Regions from separate parts of the Mus musculus genome. Here region 1 is linked to region 2. Evidence: chromatin contacts called from public Hi-C data. All regions are on one chromosome and are shown on one strand. The core of a region is the stretch at or near the end of the contact, and the rest is flanking DNA. Distances in the headings are between cores, read along the strand shown.

The links. Hi-C and Micro-C count contacts between places; a contact is called where the count stands out from the background.
Region 1: a contact with region 2 is called in a Hi-C map of the HPC-7 cell line, with 5 times the contacts expected there. The contact joins two enhancer-like sites. A contact is called at or near these places in 15 of 484 Hi-C or Micro-C datasets (the C10 cell line, the HPC-7 cell line, Th1 cells and 11 more), 4 of 115 datasets of contacts at active chromatin or transcription factors (T-cell acute lymphoblastic leukemia, bone marrow-derived dendritic cells, bone marrow-derived macrophages and 1 more) and 2 of 9 other capture datasets (bone marrow-derived macrophages and liver).

Annotation. Positions count from the first base shown.
Region 1 is chr16:11,672,714-11,679,303 of GRCm38.p6, forward strand. The region is part of intron 18 of Snx29 (sorting nexin 29); the gene reads left to right. Among named protein-coding and RNA genes, the nearest start is that of Gm32100, 92 kb to the left of the region's middle. Within about 2 kb of position 4,103, at least 45 of the 459 cell types and tissues checked have an H3K27ac peak or open chromatin away from gene starts, as enhancers often do. A contact at or near this core is called in the HPC-7 cell line and bone marrow-derived macrophages, where this site is marked.
Region 2 is chr16:11,418,859-11,425,027 of GRCm38.p6, forward strand. It overlaps Snx29 (sorting nexin 29), which reads left to right. Exons shown (of 21, transcript NM_028964.4): 10 at 1-40; 11 at 1,846-1,925. Among named protein-coding and RNA genes, the nearest start is that of Snx29, 99 kb to the left of the region's middle. Within about 2 kb of position 1,878, at least 53 of the 459 cell types and tissues checked have an H3K27ac peak or open chromatin away from gene starts, as enhancers often do. A contact at or near this core is called in the HPC-7 cell line and bone marrow-derived macrophages, where this site is marked.

The DNA.
Region 1 (6,590 bases), core at 2,853-5,352, 260 kb after region 2:
CTAAGCACTGCTTTTTCCCCGCTAGGGCCTTGATCAGTTCAGATCACTAAATATTTATTAAATGAATAGATAAGCACACATGCACAGGTGAAACTTGGGTTACATATGTCCAAATTACAGGTTGGATGCATGATGGGAAAGATTCTATTTTGAAAGGATAACAGTGTATTTCTCAGCAGCCAGGAGCCAAGGTGTATCTGATCTGATCCCATATTGCAATAGAACCTCCCTTTCCTTTTTCCTTCAGACATGCAGAGCTGTACTTCTAGTACTGGGCTGGGAGACCTGCTAGGGTCAGTTTGCCTACTCTGTTTTGAACAAGACTTTGGTTTTTGTTTAGCTGTTTCTCTTACTCTCTTCAAGTGTAAATTTATATAAAATATATTTTATATATTTTATTGAAAATGATAATTTAATTGAGCAGAAAGGTTTTATCTCTTGAACATTGTTATATAACAGAGATGACAATGTTCTGACGTGGGACACAGGGACTCCCAGGCATCAAGAGTCTTACTAAGCAGCCTTCTATGATGGGCCCAGAGACTGGGTGTCTGCACATTATGGCCAATGGCATCTAAACATCTTAATTGGCATTGTGATTGCTTAAGAACTTCGAGGCTGAATTAGAGCTGAAAGTCCATATAGATCACAGAAAGAAGGAGCTGGGAATGGTTTAACTTACTTATGAAACAGACTTTGTGCTTGGGAGGAGGTCCCGCCTTGGGGCCATGTTTCAATGTCTTCTCTTTTTCTGTTTGAAACTCTGCAGCAAGGAGAAACATATACTAAGTTCTTGTCATTTAGTGGAGGAAAAACTACCAAACCATGTTATAAGGCAGGATAGCACTTGTAACAAGCATGTGCACAGAAAAATGGAGGTGTAAGTTGTCCGTTCATCCAGTGGAGCACCGGGTAGCGCCAGACTGAAGATCTGTGTTTAGGGGCAGTAATATGGATGAGTCTCCTAAACAGTGCTGGAAGTCAGAGATACGACCAAAGAAGACCAGACCCCACCCAGGTGCTCTTACCCACTTGAACCCTGCTGCTCACACTGTGGGGTCACAGAGCTGAGTCTGGGAACCATGAGAAACTTGGCAATAGGAAAGTACTTGTGAATAGCACAGTGACCAAAAATTAATTCCGGGTCCAGCATGTAATGAGTCCAGCGTGTTTCTGGCAGCATTGCCTGTTGCATACACAGCTTCACGTGCCTCAGCTTTGAACACACAGTGTGCATATGTGTGTCACCATATCACACAGCACTGCTTGATGCTGGAATGCTCCGCTGAGACTCGAGCCTGTTGTATGCTATGAAGAATGGTGCTTTCAAGGGACATGGAAGGAGTTTGGCACTCAGATACATAAAGGCTTCATCCAGAAAGACTTAATAACTCCCTCACAAGGCCTCAGTATAAATTATATTTTTGAATTGTATTGTATTAGAATGTTGAATTTCAAAGATTGCTGTTTGGGTTGTTGATGTGAGTTTCATGAAGAACCCTCATGAATTTTGGGTCGAAATTAGGATTTTCTAATAATTTCTGAAATGACTCTTGTCCTGCTTCTGCCATTCTGTATGGTATATTTATGCCTGGTCTTGTCAGTGTTGATAGTCATAATAGGTAAATATTGGACAACTCTGAAGACTGTTGAAGATGTTCTAGGTCCCACTCTATTGAACATTCAGACAGGATTCCATGCTTTATGTAAATGCAGACAGCAATCCATCTCATTAGCAGTGCAAGTTTGATTTTATCTTTCACAAATGGGAAGACTTTATGTATACTAAAGAATAAATGTTTTAAAATTATTTCTTGCAAATGTTTAACCTGTAAGCCTATGTTATGTTCCTGTATGTTTTGGGTCACGTAGAAAATTCTCCAACAGGTAAATTCTGCAGATAGAGAGCTTGGGAAGCCCGCCTTTATCCACTTCAGGAGGCACTGCTGTGTTCTCTCTGCTGGTAGTGTGGGGCTGATGAGGCTCAAGGAAGGCATCAAGACCACAGGACCAACCCTTGGCACTGGCTAGAGACCATTACAATGTTTTAGTTGTTTCTCACTTTAACATTCCAGTAATCAGTTGCTGTGCACCAGCTTCTGATGTTATGACAAGTAACTGTCAGATCCTCCAAGCTCACTATGCTGTTTATACATGTCTATTTCCACCTCGGGCTCTACCCCCAAGGATCACCCTATGTGTGTCACAAGGTCTCCCTGCCAGCATTGTAGAGCTAAGGGGAGGTCCTCAGCTAGTGTGTCCCGTTATCATGGTGAAGGGAAAAAAGAAGTTGGCAAGCCATGCTTAGGCATTGGAGGCCTCTGCTCGGAAGTGACAAGGTAGCATCCCTCCACAGATCTCATTAGATTAGTGATAAGAAACCAGCACACCTGATCTTCCCATGGGTAGGACTCTCCAGGAGGGGATCTGAGCCACCAAAGGAATCTAATATAATATAATCTACCTCAGCAAGCAATGCTCACTGTAGAAATATCACAGAAGATGGGAAGATATTATATAGCCATTAAATAGAGTTGTAGATCTCACAGATTAGCTTGCAAAGTTATTTATTACACATGCCAAAATGGGAAAAAACAAAAATGCAATTGGAGAATTTATAGTCTATTCCAAGTTTTTCAAAAGTAAAAAAAAATGCATATAGTAGTATAGGAAATGAAATGGAAAAATGGAGCTGTGTGCATAGCTCAGATGTAAAAGAATCCATTTGGCTTCTCAGGGTGACCAACTGTCAGCACATGGGACTTCAGACTGCCTGAGTCACACAGAATGAGTTCTCATTTTAATAACAGCCTGGATTTGAATGTTAAAACCGCCTCCTTTTAAATGTTAGAAGCTAAACAGGCTTTTAAAAAAGCAGTATGATATTTAAGTTTACAACAGATAGGAACCAAAATATTTCACTAATCAGAGGAAATATTTTGATTCCTATCTGTTCTATTTTTTGTTTAAAAAAAAAGTAACTAGTTTGAGGATACTCAACTTTATTTTCTTACTTTATCCTCAAACTAGTTACCTTTTTTTAATCAAAAAGAATAATAAAGGAAGCAAGATACTAAGCAGCTCAGAATGGTAGCTGTATTCCCAGCACTAAGGCTGACACTGACACAGGAGGATTGCCATGAGTTCTAGGCTAATCTGAACTACATAGTAAGTTTCAGAACCACATGGCCTAAAAAGTGAGACTTTGTCCCTAAATCAATTAACTAATTCAATCAATTTAATTAATCATTTAATGAAAGGTGAGAATACCTTTACTGCAAGATTCACTATGTGAATCTCTGCTCAGTTGATCATGGTGTTTAATTAAGCAGGAAATGTGATCTTGGCAAAGCTTTGGTCATACTTGTTGTGCTCCATAATGAAGGGAAATACAAGTACCAATCTATGCTCACAGTCATGAAAAGCAGAACCAACCACAATGAAGAAAAGGGAAGAGGTCCTAAGGGCTTGCTGATGCAGCATCAAGTGACTCTGCTGACACATGGACACGTGTCCTCCTGAAAGCGGCTTAATGGCCTGGAAGGAGCCCATTGATTCTCATAGCAGTGGCTCAGGAAAATCAGGCCTATGATATTGTGTCGCTCCAGTCCAGTAGTTAGCCACAGTGTAGCCCCTGCAGCTGCTCCCTACCAGGTGAAGTACAGGCATGCACGTGGGAGGGGCTGTGAATGGCAGTGGAGGAGGGAATTGAGTTTAATATGCACTGTTGAATATTCAGGTTTCTTTCCCTTTCTCACACAAGTCTAACCCCCTCCCTTCCTCAGCACCATCTTGCAAATGCAGCCTTGCCTCTACACCAAACACATAATCAAAACAAGGTTTTAAGCTGCAAATAAGTTTAATAGAAAAGGAAATTAGTCACTTCAAAAAAAAAATCAACAGAGACCATTTGGACATTTGAAAGTCTTGGATTAGCCTTAATCAGCCCCCAGCAGTGCCTGTTCCCAGCGTGGAAGTCAGGTAGGGTGCAGCCCTTGCTGGCAGCAGACAATTTCTCAAAAAGAAGAAAAGACAGACAAAAGTTAAAACTGTCAAAATTAGTGTGTGGTTGTCATACAGAAATTGGGAAGTTAGAGGACCAGAAAGAACTCAGTTCCCTACAAAGACAGCACTGCAGTGAGAGCCTGCAGGCCTTTTCTACATTCTCCTCCTGAGATGGTCTCCCTCACCTGTGAAAATGTGCACCCTTCTTAACATAGAAATTGGCTCACCATGCTGCACCTCATGTCCAGGTCACCACTGCCAGTGTGTGTAGCACAGCTGGGTGATGGGGGCACAATTCCTTCCTTGTGCATTTTATTCTGCATTCTTACTGTCATGAACATTTCTGGGAGCCATAACGACTTTCATGCCCAGTCTGGTTTTTTCCCTCCTTTCTTCCCTATAGATAAATTTGTGGCTTGGGGACCGGGCTGCTGTGTGATATTTTAGAAAGTCAGAGTTCTGGAGAAGAGAGACACCCCCCCCAACCCTGTCACAGTGGGCAATTTATTTATTGATGCTTAAAATGACTGCACACGTTTATCCCCATGTGTGCAGTATGTACCCTGGTGTGCATGTGGAGGCCAGAGGAGTTCCAGTCAGTTCCCTCCTTCCACTGTGTGGACCCTCAGTCTTGGCAGCAAACACATTTACATATTAAATGTGCCTGTTTTCTTCATGCACATAATTGGAACAGTGCCACTGATTTTGCAGGGTCATTATAACTGTGAGTCTGATGTAGGGGCACTCGCTTATCCCAGTACTTCAGTAGACTGAGGCAGGAAGTCTCTAAGTTCAAGGCCGGTGGGGCTGCACAGCAGTTTCAGGCTGGCCAGCTACATGGTGAGATCTGTCTCAAGAAACCAGAGTAATGATTATGATAGCAGTGACCCTGCGGCTCTGGGCTCCGGAAGGCACATCTGCGGCTCTGGAAGGCACATCTGTGGCTCTGGAAGGCACATCTGCGGCTCTGGAAGGCACATCTGCGGCTCTGGAAGGCACATCTGCGGCTCTGGAAGGCACATCTGTGGCTCTGGAAGGCACATCTGTGGCTCTGGGCTCTGGAAGGCACATCTGTGGCTCTGGGCTCTGGAAGGCACATCTGTGGCTCTGGAAGGCACATCTGTGGCTCTGGGCTCTGGAAGGCACATCTGTGGCTCTGGAAGGCACATCTGCGGCTCTGGAAGGCACATCTGCGGCTCTGGAAGGCACATCTGCGGCTCTGGAAGGCACATCTGTGGCTCTGGAAGGCACATCTGTGGCTCTGGGCTCTGGAAGGCACATCTGTGGCTCTGGGCTCTGGAAGGCACATCTGTGGCTCTGGAAGGCACATCTGTGGCTCTGGGCTCTGGAAGGCACATCTGCGGCTCTGGAAGGCACATCTGCGGCTCTGGAAGGCACATCTGCAGCTCTGGAAGGCACATCTGCGGCTCTGGAAGGCACATCTGCGGCTCTGGAAGGCACATCTGCGGCTCTGGAAGGCACATCTGCGGCTCTGGAAGGCACATCTGCGGCTCTGGAAGGCACATCTGCGGCTCTGGAAGGCACATCTGTGGCTCTGGAAGGCACATCAGCTGGTAGGTACTGTGCTGTCAGGAATCTAGGGACTGAGTAGCCGTGGGCCTGGAATCAGACAGACCTGATTTGGAATCAATCACTTCTGAGTTCGCATCTCAAATTTGTCCCACGATAGTAATTTGCTCTGTGATAAGTTAACATTTCTGAGCTATAGTTTGTTTATGTAGAATGGGGATCAGCCACAACATTTATGGAGGTTTGAAAAATGAGCAAAATGATGTGATCTGGAATTCACTTACCTATACTGTTGTCTGTGTTCTGTACGCATTGCAGCTAGCCATACTGTTACTGATCACTTTGTATGCGTGTGCAAGCACATTTTTAAATGTGAATATGTATGCATCTTTCTCTCTTGCTCTCCACTTTGTATTTAGAGATGGGGTCTCATCTTGAATCCAGAGCTCATTTGTTTGGCTAGATTGTTTGGTTAGTGAGCCCTGAAGATCTTGCTCAGTGCTAGATGGACACACACCACCACATCCACTTTTCCATGGGTGCTGCCGAGCACATCCCAGGTCCTCATGCTTGCACAGTGGGCACTTTACTCTCCAGCCACACATTGGCCACACAGTTCCACAGAGGAGCTGTGCAGGAGCTAACGTGGAAGAATCGAGGGGTGCCTCACTCTTGGAGAGCAGTGGTAGTGATTTTAGGTCGTCCTGGGGGAGTGTTCCATGTACTGCCTGTAATGCTGAGTTGGGACCAGTCAGCAGAGAAGCACAGCAGAGGACACAGTATGGTCCTGTCCAGAGAAGAGGGCAGGGCTGGGACCAATGAATGGGGGAGTTGGAGGAATGACCAGAACCAAGCTATGGTGTCAAGACTGTGTGGCCAAGAGTAGCACCCAGCTCCCCAAGCCCTGGGACCTATGAGGGGGAAGGTGGCATGTTATTAGATTGTTGTTTCCTTGGAGACTGAAACTTTTATTGTTTAATGTTGAAGATATTGATCTACAAGGTGGGAATGGTGATTCCAGCTCTGTGGTATAATGAAAAAAATGTAACTTTCAT
Region 2 (6,169 bases), core at 628-3,127:
CAGAAAACCATATAATCCCAGAGCCTGGCCTTCGGTACAGGTCAGTATCAGGACACCAAGCCCATCAGTGGATTGGGCCATGCTGTTTACCTCTCTGCCTTGTATTTTCATTTGGAGACAGGTGGTACCTGTTGGAGTTGAAGACTGAGGCCCAATCTCACGTTTGTGCTCAGATCGAAGAAATAGAAAAAAAAAATCCAGAAAACTAAGTTGCCAGTGTACCTGTTGCTCGCAGGGAACATTGCCCTGGTCTCCCAAATATCACCTCATCTCTGTTGCTCTTATTTCCTCCTCTCTCTTCACAATTTTAATTTGGTGTCTTGAAGTTAGCCATCTGTGTACTTGACTTAGCTTCAAGGTAAGGGGGTCCTTGCTGCCCCACACCTTGCTTGGTGTTTTGTCACCCAGAACAGATAGGATTCTGAAAATGATACACCATGAAGGGGCTGATACCACTGAGCCCTGCCTCATAAAGGATGGTGTCCCTGCACCCTTCCGGAATTCTGATTCCTTTCTTCTTGTGTTTTTGAGCCTTTTCCAAATGCAACAGTGATCAAGGAATGCAAGCCCTGGCCTTGGGGTCTCCTGCTGCGTATGGACAAGCCAGTGCTATTATTCACATTAGAAATTGATTGTAGATATGCATGCAGTCCAGTTACCTGCCCGCATTATGCTCTCTGAGCCTCTCTGAGCACCAGCCTGCTTACAGGGGGATGCTGGAACCTGTTGTTATGGCATTTCTATATTCACTGATAATGCATAACCTGCCTCTCTGTGTGTCCTCATTTAAAGGCATCTTGTTTAGAATCTACAAGAGATGTAGCTCAGCTGTAGGAGAATGCTTGCATAGCATGCATAGAGCTCTGGGTTTGATCCCCAGCACCATATAAAACTTGGGAAGCGAAGACAGAAGGATCAGAAGTTCAAAATCATCTTTGGTCACTGTACTGGCTAGTTTTGTGTCGACTTGACACAGCTGGATTATCACAGAGAAAGGAGCTTCAGTTGAGAAAATGCCTCCATGAGATCCAACTGTAAGGCATTTTCTCAATTAGTGATCAAGGGGGAAAGGCCCCTTGTGGGTGGGACCATCTCTGGGCTGGTAGTCTTGGCTCTATAAGAGAGCAGGCTGAGCAAGCCAGGGGAAGCAAGCCAGTAAAGAACATCCCTCCATGGCCTCTGCATCAGCTCCTGCTTCCTGACCTGCTTGAGTTCCAGCCCTGACTTCCTTGGCTATGAACAGTGGTTTGGAGGTGTAAGCTGAATAAACCCTTTCCTCCCCAACTTGCTTCTTGGTCATGATATTTTGTCCAGGAATAGAAACCCTGACTAAGACAGTCACATAGAAAATTCCAGCCCAGGATCCATGAGAGACCATCAGAAACAAACACTGTTGACTTGTTGACATTGGACAGTGATATTTCATGCTTGTCTGAATGAAGCTTACATAATATGTGGGGCCCTTGTACTGGGAACATGGACCTGGAGACTATTCTAACTAGGGAAAGTGACAATACAAACCATAAGAATGTGACAAAGTAGACTACTGAAAGGACGTGTGTTCACGCGTGTGTACACGAGTTGGAAGAGGAAGGCAGTGGTTTCCTGTCTGACCCAGCTGCACACATGCCCACTGAGTGACTAACTCTTCCCTCGTGAGTGAGCGGCTTCCAGAGGGTGTTTGGATTGGTTTTGGAGTTACCAGTAAATTTCAGACATCTGCTGAGCAGCTTCATTGTTTTTCCAGTAGATTCCTGGGGAAACGTTTTGCCTGAGAGTGTTGTGAACACTGAAGTTGCATTTTGGGATGAGTGTAACTTCCTTCTGTCTACTTCCTCCCAGTAGGGAAGCCAGTTCTCCAGGCCAAGGAAGTCCTCTGAGCAGCTTGCTACCTTCTGCCTCAGTGCCTGAGTCCATGACAGTCCGTAAGTACTCTCAGAGGCTGGCATGTGTGCCAGCAGGGCACCTGTGCTTATCCTGTGCAGGTGTGGGCTTTGAAGTGAGCATGAAGTTAGTGAGTGTTTGCTTTCTGTGCACCTGATCGTGGTATCGCTGTAAGCTTCCAGACTATGGCCGGATTGTGGTGCATGGGGGTGAATCTGCTAAAGGATGCAAGGAACCTTCTGTGCCTTGCGGTTTCTAAGCTACCTTCTGTGTGCAGCCAGAGTAAGGCTGTCTTCTGACTTTCCTTGTGACTCTGGACAAATCAGTTTTGCTGATGACATATTCTAATGACAGGTGGTGCAAATCATTTCCAGCTTCAGAGGGAAGTATTAGGGACACGGCAATGAAGAGTGTGTGTGTGATGGCCCGCACCCACACCCACACCCACACCAGCAATTGTTTAACAAGATAGATGTTCAATGACTAGGTCAGTTGGGATTGGGGCCGGTGCCCTGACTGGGGTTGGCAGAGTGGGCTAGCATGAGACTCCATGGTCATCAGAGGCCAGGGCTCTTCCTTTTCCTGACTAGCTGTTGTCTTTGCTTTCTGAGCTCTGGCCATTTCGTTCCTACCCCTAATGGCAGGAAGGAGAGGGGCAGAGGGCAGGCTTTCTGTTTCCATATCACATTCAGAGATCAACACTTGGATAGTGTAAAAATTATGCCTTTTTTCCTCATCAGCCTTTGGGTAAAAATTAACATTTCCTTCAAACACCAAAGTACAACAAACCTTGAGCCCATAGTGGTGATGTCAGATGGAGAGTAACTTTATCCAGAGAAGTTCCAGGCCCCTTTAACATCACCCCAGGATGCCATTTCTGCTTGGAAATGCATTAGTTATCTGAGGTGACATAGAAACTTCCACACGGATCTCCTAGATCTCCAAGCCTGGACCTTTCTGTTTACGTGAACACTCTCCAGAGCCATGTTCCCTATGAGCTGAGGTTTCCCACAGTCCTCTGGCTGCAGAGCAGGAACTGCTAGTGTGAGTTCTGTTGCTGTGCAGGGCTGAACAGATACTTAGGTCTATGTGAGGACGACTTGTCTGTCACCTTCTCCTAGTGGCCAGGCATGGTTCCCAGAGCCCTTCTCAGCCTCTCTCCAGTGTGGGGTATGGAGCAGGTGAATTGGTTCTCTGGGGGCTGCCATGGATCTTGCCTCTGAGCCTCCCAAGCCATTTCCATCCCTGACAAAGCCACCAGCTTGGTCAGTTCCTTTCCCATGAGGACATTCTTGTGATACCTCTGAGCTGTGCCTGCAGCAGGGACTCAGCCCGTTTTATTTTCATTCATCTCTTTTTTTTAGAAATTAATCCTAGTTGTTTCTGGTCATCTTTGGCTTGAGACCTATCAGGAATTCCCAGCCAACCTTCTGAAGGAAAGGCCCACATTGGTGGGCCATTTGACTCTGGGTGTCTGGTAGTTATATGGGCTGTGCAGAACAGTTGTTTGTGAATGGGTGGGTGGGTTAGCCTTTGTTTTCAGGGGTGATTTCATGTGGGAAGGCTTTTCTTGTCCACTCTGCTCCTGCAAGATAAGGACCATGCCTCTTTCAGAAATGTGGGTGCCTCCACCCACCCCTGCTTTATCTGTGAGAGGGATAGGAAGGGCTGTCTGTGTAGCCCTACAGGATTAGTCTGATGTAACAGAGGATTGACACTGGGAAGCCTTGGCAAATGCTTCTTTTCCTGTGTGCTTGTGAGCATTGTCTCTGGCCTGGCTGACCCTTAACAGCTCCACTTCTTGGTTGTTCCAGCCGGGATTCCCTGCAACTTTCCTGATCCTCGTGTTCTCATTGTCAGCGGGATGGAGCCACCTGTTGAGTCTGTGTGCCTGTGGTGACTTGTTTGCTCTTGGTAGTTGCTGTGATGTCAAAGAAAGATGTCTTCATCCCCTGCTACAGTCTTGTGTGCTCAGTGGGTAGCAGTCGTTGATATAAGAGACCTTGATAGGGCAGTGTGGATAAGCAGCCTTGGCCTTGGCCTACAGCTTATATAAATAATGTTCCCAGTGCTGAGACTGGCGCATGCAAGGAAACACCCAACAACTGAGCTGCAGTCCCAGCCAAGTCTCCAGCTCTTCACACCTTGGTTCACATAAGTGAATGTGGTCACCAGCCTGGAAGGCAGCAGAACTCTGATGGTCTGGGCTGAGTTTGCAGGGTTTTGAAATGTCACCTTTCTTTGTAAAAGGCAAGTGCCACAGTCATATCTTCTTGTTGAGTGGCCAGCAGTGCTGACCTCAGCACAGACAGATAATGACGGCCACTCAGTATGCCCTGTGAATCCTGTGAATGCCAGTGAGTTTAGAGTAGTCACTGTATGCATGAACACACACACATATACACACACTGCACACTGAACTCATATGTGTGCACACACACAGAAAGTAAGGTCTAACAGGGGATGCTCAGTATGTGGAAAGCACTCTGAATGTTGGTACCTCACTAGCAGGCACTTAGGGTTGTGACTGGCTGTCTGCCTGTGGGAAAAGCCACCCAGACTGGATGCTTTCCCACTACTTAGTAGACATTTCTTTATGTTTATGTCAGCTTTACTTCATTCACCTCCTGTTTAACAGCCGAGTGTCTGTACATTTGAATTAATGTTTTTGTTGGAATATGTGATGTGAGCTGTGTTTAAGAAAGCACCTCTTTCCCTATTGATGGCTGGAAGTGGCACTGCAGCACCCTCACCACCAGGGGCCACTCTTTCCCTGTTGATGGCTGTAAGTGGCACTGCAGCACCCTCACCACCAGGGGCCACTCTTTCCCTGTTGATGGCTGTAAGTGGCACTGCAGCACCCTCACCACCAGGGGCCACTCTTTCCCTGTTGATGGCTGGAAGTGGCACTGCAGCACCCTCACCACCAGGGGCCACTCTTTCCCTGTTGATGGCTGTAAGTGGCACTGCAGCACCCTCACCACCAGGGGCCACTCTTTCCCTGTTGATGGCTGTAAGTGGCACTGCAGCACCCTCACCACCAGGGGCCACTCTTTCCCTGTTGATGGCTGTAAGTGGCACTGCAGCACCCTCACCACCAGGGGCCACTCTTTCCCTGTTGATGGCTGGAAGTGGCACTGCAGCACCCTCACCACCAGGGGCCACTCTTTCCCTGTTGATGGCTGTAAGTGGCACTGCAGCACCCTCACCACCAGGGGCCACTCTTTCCCTGTTGATGGCTGGAAGTGGCACTGCAGCACCCTCACCACCAGGGGCCACTCTTTCCCTGTTGATGGCTGGAAGTGGCACTGCAGCACCCTCACCACCAGGGGCCACTCTGGTGAAGCTCACTAGCTTCAAACCAAGGTTTGTGTTGGTGTTGGGCTAGCAATGGTGCTTGCTCCTCTGGTGGGTTTGTGAAGGTTAAACGCATATATACAAGAAACATACTCAGAAGAGTTGTACCTTACAATTTGAAAAGACAGATTGGAAAAATGTATCTCAGAGTTACACGTGTTAAGTGTTCAGTAACTTGTAGGTGAGACTGTTAGCACCCTTAAAGGATTCATTTACTGATTCCAAACACAGTGTCTAGGCCTCCAAATGGGTGGACATGGTTTTTGTTTTATGATGGCATCCCTACAATTACAAGCCTCTGAAGCCCCCTTTCCTGGATGTGTACCCTTAATCCTCTCTAGACGCTTAATCTTCTCAGTTGGGGTGATTTCAACCCCAAGGGGATATGTGGCCGTGCCAGGAGACCCTGGATCTCCCTGCCTGGCATGAGAATGCCTTCGGCAAAGCCTGACTGTGGTTATACCAGGGACAACAGGCTCTTTGTGCCCAGTAAGTATCCTTGTGGTGGACAGGGGTGCTGAATAGCTGCTGGAAAGCTTAAGAAAAGAACGGACCTATTGGAAATGATGAGACTCTAGGGACTGCTCATGACTCCTGTGGGTGTTTGCTGTCTCTTCAGCTCTGTCACCCTCGCTGTGAAGTGTGAAAGGCTGAGCACCTGCAGACCAGCCCAGAGCGGGTGGTCTGAGCACGAGGCTTCCTGACGCCATCTGTCTTTCTTGAGGCTGCAAATGTAGTGGGAATCCACCCGGTGGACACTCATTGCTGTGCCCCCCACCTTTGTAACTGCTGCCTCTCTCCACTCTTGAATTAGTTTCTGTATTTGGGAGTTGAGAACTGTAATGAGCCTTTTCCCCTGTTGTTGGTGGACAGTCCTTTAGCACCAGGTTGTGCCTCTGTCCTTGCTGTCTGTCCTCCCCTCCCCGTG